Linked DNA regions of Gasterosteus aculeatus: regions 1 and 3 are each linked to region 2. A link is a contact called in public Hi-C data. All regions are on one chromosome and are shown on one strand. Each heading gives the region's core, a stretch centred on a gene start, on an enhancer-like site or on the middle of the called end of the contact. The rest is flanking DNA. Distances are from core to core; before and after follow the strand shown. Region 1 overlaps ptprda (protein tyrosine phosphatase receptor type Da). Region 2 has its middle 42 kb from the start of LOC144410314. Region 3 overlaps ptprda (protein tyrosine phosphatase receptor type Da).

The links. A called contact is a pair of places that touch in the nucleus more often than the background predicts.
Region 1: a contact with region 2 is called in a Hi-C map of skeletal muscle, with 9 times the contacts expected there. The contact joins two enhancer-like sites. A contact is called at or near these places in 4 of 6 Hi-C or Micro-C datasets (liver, skeletal muscle, tail fin and 1 more).
Region 3: a Hi-C map of skeletal muscle shows a contact between it and region 2, with 5 times the contacts expected there. The contact joins two enhancer-like sites. A contact is called at or near these places in 2 of 6 Hi-C or Micro-C datasets (skeletal muscle and whole body).

What each region holds. Positions count from the first base shown.
Region 1 is chr7:6,866,004-6,868,703 of fGasAcu3.hap1.1, reverse strand. The region is part of intron 9 of ptprda (protein tyrosine phosphatase receptor type Da); the gene reads right to left. Among protein-coding and RNA genes, the nearest start is that of ptprda, 170 kb to the right of the region's middle. Within about 2 kb of position 1,398, at least 1 of the 9 cell types and tissues checked has open chromatin away from gene starts, as enhancers often do.
Region 2 is chr7:7,062,495-7,065,194 of fGasAcu3.hap1.1, reverse strand. No RefSeq gene overlaps it. Among protein-coding and RNA genes, the nearest start is that of LOC144410314, 42 kb to the left of the region's middle. Within about 2 kb of position 1,409, at least 1 of the 9 cell types and tissues checked has open chromatin away from gene starts, as enhancers often do.
Region 3 is chr7:6,811,970-6,814,669 of fGasAcu3.hap1.1, reverse strand. The region is part of intron 6 of ptprda (protein tyrosine phosphatase receptor type Da); the gene reads right to left. Among protein-coding and RNA genes, the nearest start is that of ptprda, 110 kb to the right of the region's middle. Within about 2 kb of position 1,424, at least 2 of the 9 cell types and tissues checked have open chromatin away from gene starts, as enhancers often do.

The DNA of each region.
Region 1 (2,700 bases), core at 149-2,648, 200 kb after region 2:
CGTTTTTTGTCCCCCCCCCCCCCCCCCCCTTCACACTGCATAACTTCGCCGCCTTGTCTTTGCTCCCTATTGTGCTGTTGCAGCCTCATGCCGCCTTCCTCTCACGCTCTCTGCTTTCCTCAGTTTATCTCCCTTTACCATTGTTTTTACCATTTACGTGTTACAACGGTAAATTCTCTTGACCCTTGACCTTTTTGTCACTTGGACTTCTGTCTTTGCACTACTTAACCAGCCTTTATTATTTTTCCTTTCCTCTCCTTTAAGCTGTCCACCATTCATTTTTCTTGTGCCCCTCTGCCAGAATGTGTGCTTCATTACAGCCGGTCTGGCACTCCGTCCTCTCCTCCTCACTCTCTCTGCCATTTTTGTGGCCTTTCGCTCTGTGCACATCTAATGGCTGGGGTGTAATCCACTGGCTAATCTGCTGACAGCCTGTGTGACAAGGCATTAGCTTTGTGTCACTGCCTACCATGCTGCTTCTCAGCGTGTGTGCGTTAGAGCGCAAGAGAGTTACAAAAAGAGAGTAGAAGGAGAGCCCGCCACTGCTCGTGTGCACATGCAAATGCAATATGTTTGTAAAACTTTGTGTATGTGGTGTGAGTAATGGCTGATGTGTTTGTTGCTCCATGTCAACTGGATGCCCAAGCGTATAATTGCCACTGTAGCTCCTCGATTTTGCATGGCCTCTCACCTTTCCACTATTTATGTCTAATGCTGGATTTTTTTTTCTTTCTCTTTGGGGAATAGCAATTTTAATAAGACACAAGGTCAGAGTGCTAGTGGATACTGCAAGAGGCAGACAGGGGAAGACAGACCGATGCTGCCTTGTCAGGTTGCCCCTCTGCTCCGTCAGGCATCCAGGCATGTCAAATGGGGATCCGTGGGCACCCAAAGCCTGGATTTTCTACAATTTCACCTGGAAAAGTTGAGACATAATAAATCGTATTAACTCTTAACAATATTTATTATTACCGTGCTTTGATTAATTGTTTAGTTGATTTGAATATATTCATTTGATAAGAGTGAAAACCAGAACATTTTTGAAGCGCTATCCAACAAATGTTTAGCATTTGTGCTTATGACTTCATATGAATTATTAAAATAGTTTCTGATTAATAAATATATTCTTCCTTATCTCAACTGCCTGCTCCACTTCACCGGCAAAACCCTGCTCGCACTCGGCCACGTTTCTCTGTAATTTCTTTTTAAGCTTCGCTCCTTTTCTTTAGCGGTCCCCTCCCCTGTCTCCACCTGAGTGATCCTGTTATCACAGCTGACCTGTCGCTAGATCTGTCAACAGCCAAAGAGATTACACCGGAGGCCGAGGAACACATTGGGCTCCCCGTTCGAAGGGGGTGGGGCGGATGGCCTGATCCCCTGATACTGATAAACTGGCCGAGGCTTTGGGGATTCATGAAGGTCCCGTCGGGAACAGGGAAGGGGAAGGCGCGCGTGTATGTGTGTGTGTGTGTGTGTGTGTGTGTGTTTGTGTGTTGGGGAGGGGGGGGGTGTTATAGTCCACCTCAAGTCTACTTCTAATCACTGGGCTTTTCAGAGGGGATAAAGGAAAGGAGAATGGGAGCTTGGTTTGGAATGGAATTAGGCCGTGATGGAGCTGGGGATAAGGTTGTTTGGGCTTTGATTTGATCAAACGGTTTGCTTGAAAGCTTTAGAGTAGCTTGTCCCATCAAATCTGTACTGCCTATGAAACACGCTATACAGTTTGGCTTAAATGAATTGATAATAGCAAAAATACGTGCTTTTGTATTGGCTTTCTACAACCCACTGGGAAAGCAACAGCTATAGAAAAAGATGGTTTAATTCTAGTGAACAGAAGTCATGTGTAGTGCATATGTCACCTTGTGTTTCATAGCTGCTCGTGATTTATTTTATATGAGAGGTTTTGGCAGTCGTTCTGACTGGATTTTCTTTTCTCCAGCTAATGAATCATAATCCCTGTGGTAACTGGGATTAATTTCATTCACACTAATTTCTAGGTATCCCCCGATCCATCCTCCAACTCCACTTTTTTTAAATTTATTTTTTTATACACTTGCCACACGGCGGATAGTTCTGCCATTAAAGTGAGAACAGAGCACAATTATCATTGATTCATGCGCCACAAAAGCAAAGCGGAGACAGACTCTTATGAAACGTGGCTTGCCAAAGTACTGTCAGAGACGGAGTTTGATGGCTCACTCGTCCGTGGCCTCCACATCATGTTGTCTTCTCCAGCTGTTGTTTGACAGAAAGGGATTCTTCCTGCAGTGTGCAGAGACACAGCTATCAACTTAAGAGGCCTGACAGCAGCTCACCGTGGGGCCGTTTTCCTTCTGCATTATAATAAGTATCACTGGCGGAGCGTCTACAAATGGTGCAACACGACACCACAACAAGAAATTCTAAAAGAAAAAGCAGAGCGGGACGCCTGTTGGTCTCTTTCTCCATAAAGTAATGCAATATTTCAAAATTTCAAAAAGTACTTGCTGGTGCTGTTAAATCTATTTATAAAATAAAAAATAAGATTTTATTCTGTTTTTGATCAGGCTTTTATTTCATAATGTGGTGATTGCAATGAAACCAGGACCCACGGAAGTGCAGCAACCAATATAGTCTTGAGCAGCAGTGAAATAAACAGCCTTTTATTGATCTGCCCTAATTACAGGAGTCAATAAAATTTATGTTTTCCCGGCTTGCCAG
Region 2 (2,700 bases), core at 160-2,659:
TTCTGGTCTAAAAGGATATGTATGCAGGTACACATCAGTGTATTTGCCAAAGGATAGACTAAGGAGGATCCGCAGGTGGGCTCAATAAAAGCATATTATTGACCACAAAAAAAAACAATCAAATTAAAGAAAATGACACCTTTTCAGAAAGCCAGTGAGGGGTCTGTCAGCCTGATGGAATCCTCATTTCTCTGCACCATTTGGCAGCAAGTTGCACCTCTCTCTCCCTCGTTCTGCCTTAATGGCCATGCTGACAGTGACATGATATTCCACATAAAAGGAGCCAAGAGGAGCGAGACGGGGTGCAAAACCTCCATTAACGTGTTTAGAAGTTGTGTAGCTTTAAGGCCTTGTCGGGGTTGGCCATTAGGGCCATGCCTCTTTGGCACTTCTTAACTTTGTGCTAATGTAGTTAAGACGATTTTGTTTAGTTTAAGTGCTCCGTGCATGTTGCCATGAAGCGTTTTACAAGAACAAGTTTTGTGAAGAAATGTGTTGCGTCCAGATTTAGAAGATGAAAATTGTTGTTATGATTATGAATATTAAATATGTGGGCATATTTTCCCTCATGACACCCGATGACTTGATTTTATTCATATCAACTGTGAGCATGATTGGGGAAAAAATATATATTCATGCCCACAGAGAAATATCTCTTTTTTTTTTTTTAAAGTTCACCATGGCAAAACTCCCCCCACTCATGTTCTTAAGTCATTTTCCTCTTGGGGCTTCCATATCCAAATGCAGGGTAGGAGTGTATATGTTATGCTCATACAGCACGACACTTGTTTGCATAAAAACGTGCCAGCTTCCGAGTGTACTAGACGCACTCCAAACACCCCGGCTCCTCCCCTCGGCCTTCTTCCGTCGGCACGACTTCTGCAGGCTAATTATAACCGTCAATCACTGTTGTCTCCCCACAGTTTTTTTTTATACCCGGCGGCCCCTTTGTGCCCTTGCCCGATGCCGCCCACGCTGCTCACAGCCAGATTAGCTACAGCCAGGCGCAACGAGTTGAGCTGCATATGAGGCACGGAATGAAAAGAGACTGGAGTCGAGGGCTATTGATGGGTCTGACTGTTGGCTTTGATGGAGACGGCTGTAGCTCCAGTTCGGAGTGCTGACAATGTACCGTTGAGCTTGACTGAATTCAAATTGAAAGGTTTTAAACTATAAACATAAAGTATTTTTTGCAGTTATGCTTTATATGAAAACCTTTTTCCCTTGTTATGCTGCCACAGATGAATATTTGTTATCTGAATGTCGTATCAAATTAGGAAAAGGCATTAATCAACATTAATGAAACACTCCGATAACAGAAGTAGCTTATCATGGGCTTATGCAGGTAAGACTTGAAATGGCATCTCCTCCCTCACTCTATTCTTCTGGATATTATCACATTTTCTAAACCTAGGGGGCAGTGTTGTCTTACTTTGTTTCAAGCCACATCTACTGTTGCAGTAGTATACAAGATGGGACTAGATTTCCTGCCTTAAGTTCTTATCTCGGTTGACCCTCGATGTAAGGGCTTTTACTGTTTTCAGTAAAAAATAAATAAGACATTTGAAAAACAGTGGAAAACATTTGTAGACCTCAAAAAAAAAGTTTTTGAAAAGTCTAAAAACACAATTGCGTTTGTGTATATGTCATTTGAGCATTAAATCACTTCTGTCCCTCTAAAGGAGAGCGGATGAAGGGGCCAGAACCGTCCCCGAACCATCCCCATCTTCAATCAGAGCACCAGCCATTATGACTGCTGGAACCGAAATGATCTGAAAAAGGCAGCAGCTTGTTATCTTCACCAGGCAGTGGCTCCACTGTGGATACCATTACATGATAAACACCTTTCCCCATCAGAGCTGAGTGCACTGCAATACTAATCCAAGAAAGTTGAATTTAGAAATGGCAACGGTAAACTTCATGTTTTTGTGATCATAGAATACACAGATCTAATACCAAACTAACTATATGTCACACTTCTTTTCCTGCCTCTACCACAGTCCATTAAGTTGCTCTTCCAAGCCTGACACCAGTCAATCATTTCACTGATGTATCTAGTAATTGAATCCACCAATCTGGTCGGCCAACGTATAAAATCCCCCCGGATTATTGGCGTGGAATATACACCAGACCACTTTCAAATATGGCTTTTACATGAACATGCATACATCATCAATCCCTGAGGGAAGCCAGCTTTTAAGTGTGATTGGTTCTTCAACTTTGCCCTCTAAGAGACCACTTTACTACTCCGACTGGCTCACTTCCAGCAGGCTTGAGACCTTATGTGAATGAACCGAGGCAAATGTCAGTGATGTGTTTCATGGGCAAACAACTTTCACCACCAGCAATTCTGCTTGGCTCTATTCGTACCTGCTGTGATATTAACTATGCATTCAATTTCTATCGGACAAGAAAATGATCCCCGCTGTCCATGTTGGGTCTGAAAACAAATGTACAAAGGTGTTCAAATAAGCAAGCTATCCATTTGGAAGGAGTATTTCCCTATTTCAAAGGTATAATAGTCTTTGTCAAGTTGATGAACACAAAACGCCAGTCAACTCTGAATAGCATCTAATGCAGAGTGTTGATTTTTGTGTGTTATCAAATTGTATGGAAATTGGGATTCACGAGTACCCTCTGCTCAACCTGCCACCGGAGCATCAAGCTTTTTAATCCTGCCTGCTTCGCCGGCTGCCGTAT
Region 3 (2,700 bases), core at 175-2,674, 250 kb after region 2:
AGTCTCACGTTGTTTTTACGATATGGAAATATGGCGTCTTAACAAATGTTTTTGGACTTTGATCGTACTTTTTTCACCTTGAGGCAGCAGCTGGTCCTTCCCGTAACCTCCTCACTCATTTCATGATAAAATATCATCCCATATTCATCCACATACTTCGCCTGCTAAGGGATAGGCCACATAAATCCATTTTCATATATACACACACAATAAGTGTTCTATGCGGCTTCCAAAGCGCCTGCTGATAGCTGCCATTTCTTATCGCTCCAGTTGAATATAGCGCCGTCATGAAGGCACTTTCACTCGCTGTCTAAATGGAAGAAAGTGAGAGGGAGGAAATGCATTTTTGTTCAAATGACTTAAGCTTCCTACAAAGCTGCATGGATATGAAACTCCAGTGAAAATAAGGGACATCTTGATGACACAGAATCACCTATGAGCCTGTGGATTTTTCTCATTATGCCGTGTGCAGACACTGTGATTCCCTGGCTCATATATGGTGTTTTATTGTGTACTTACTATGAACTCGTGCGGGTAAATATAAGCAGGAAGCTTTGTTTCAGGAAAGGTGCTGATATCCGTCGAGCAACATCCCGATTCTTCCTCAGTAATGGGGCACGTGAACAGACTGCCCCTCCCAGTTCAAAGGGGGTCTGTGCTAATCAGCCGTGTATATCTTTCCTCCTGTTGAGATGCGGCCTCGGCCCAACGTTTGCGAGGCTCGTGTAGTTAATGAACAAGGCTGAAATGGCCTCATAACCGTGAGGGGGGGGGGGGAATCAATGAAAACACTGAGCACGGGTCCTCCATCCCTTTTGCCCATGAGAGAGGATCAGGTATTTCTCCAAATGGCATCAAGCGGAGGCCGATGTGGTGTCGCGAGAGCCTCTGATGGGCAACAGCACAGCAGGAGGAAGAGGAGAGGAAGTGGGATTCATGACTACGGAGCCAAGAGACACTTTCTCTTTCACTCTCCTGCTCTCCACTGATCCCAGTGCCAGAGACATGGGCCGCTGCACAGACAGATGGCGCTAAGGTGTGTGTGTGTGTGTGTGTGTGTGTGTGTGTGTGTGTGTGTGTGTGTGTGTGCGTGCACACAAGTGGTGGGTGGTGACGCCATTTGGCTTTGTGCAAGAGTGAGCGATGGAGTGAGAGCGACATAAGGGGAGAAAATGAAGGAGGCAAAAGCACCGCAGAGGTGTGTGTGTGTGTGTGTGTGTGTGTGTGTGTGTGTGTGTGTGTGTGTGAATGTGAGCGGTGACAATCTCGTTGTGGCATTAATCCACGTGCTCTTTCTTTTTTTATTCCACACCCAAATGGCTCGGGTACTTCATTACGGCGGCAACGAACGTGCCTTTGTGCTGCCGCTGCTCTCGGCCGTCATACTGCGCAGGGTGGACATTATGAATAAGGGACCTCTCTGGAAAACTTGAGGCACACCCACTGAAAGCTGTGGCTGTGAGATGGAGGATTATGTATTGACGTAGTGCCCTCTACTGGTTTTTACTATAATTGCAATACATCCGATTTTACTATTATGAGTCTCTGCAGTGTCCACATACGTGCATTTCTCTTCAATGCCCGAGATTTATTATTATTATGCCGGCTTTATGGGGACAAGTTTATAGACAGAAAGCTAATTTTGTTTCACATTTCTGGTTTTTGTTCTGATGGAGATTTTCAAAAATGTGTGTTTGTTATTAGGCATATTCCAAAATGGTACCTTCAAATAAGCATTGTTTAAGACGAATATCTAGTATTCTAAAGTGATGTACTCTTTCAAATAAGCTAAAAGTGTGACAACTATATTTGTTCTAAAAAAAAGTAAATTCCGTAAATGTTGTGAAAATAAGCCAGAAATAAAGGCATATTTTAATTTAATGTTGTATTCAAACCTACAACGCCATATAAAAATCCCTGTAATGACGGGAGGTGAAACGCACTGCCCAAGATGGAGTTCCCTGGAGGGCAAATGGTGATACACAGCGCCATCTTGTGGTTGTAAGACACAGGATGAAGGTCGACTTAATACCCCCATTTGACTAAACAAATAGCCAAATGCATGAATCTGATGAGTATTTGGAGCCCGGATATGAATCAACAGTTCAAACAGCTTATAACAACACTTTTACTCCTGTTGGGGATTGTAATCATATGCAGGTGTTTCACTTGAGTGCATCATAACACTCGCTTTTGCCTTGTGGGCATTTATAATATATATTTGCTACACCGTGAGGAACAATGTAATTAATCACATCCATAAGCTATTGTCAGTGCTATTTGTGTGCACATATTCTGGGATTTGCGTGCTTGACGGTGAGATGTCGTAATGCATTTAGAAAATGCACCACAACCATTAACTACCAGGAGACTAATGAGCAGCCAGTGTGCGGTTAACTGCCGTGAAATCTCCACCGCACTTAAACACATCATCCATAGTTCCTTGAATTAAGTCCATGCATGTCATTAAAGACACACGGTGGCTCGGCCCTGCGGAAAAATCCTTCCTGTTTGCAGAGGAAAAACACTTTGCTATGCTTGCGTCCCAATAATCTCAATAGCACTGTAATGTTAGTTACCACAAATTATAGATTTATGGATTTTAGGAAGTTATTTGTAGGTCATCATTAGTTGTCACTCTTCATTTAAATATGGCGTTTTTTGTATTTTCCTGATCATCTATGGCCATTACTTCAAACT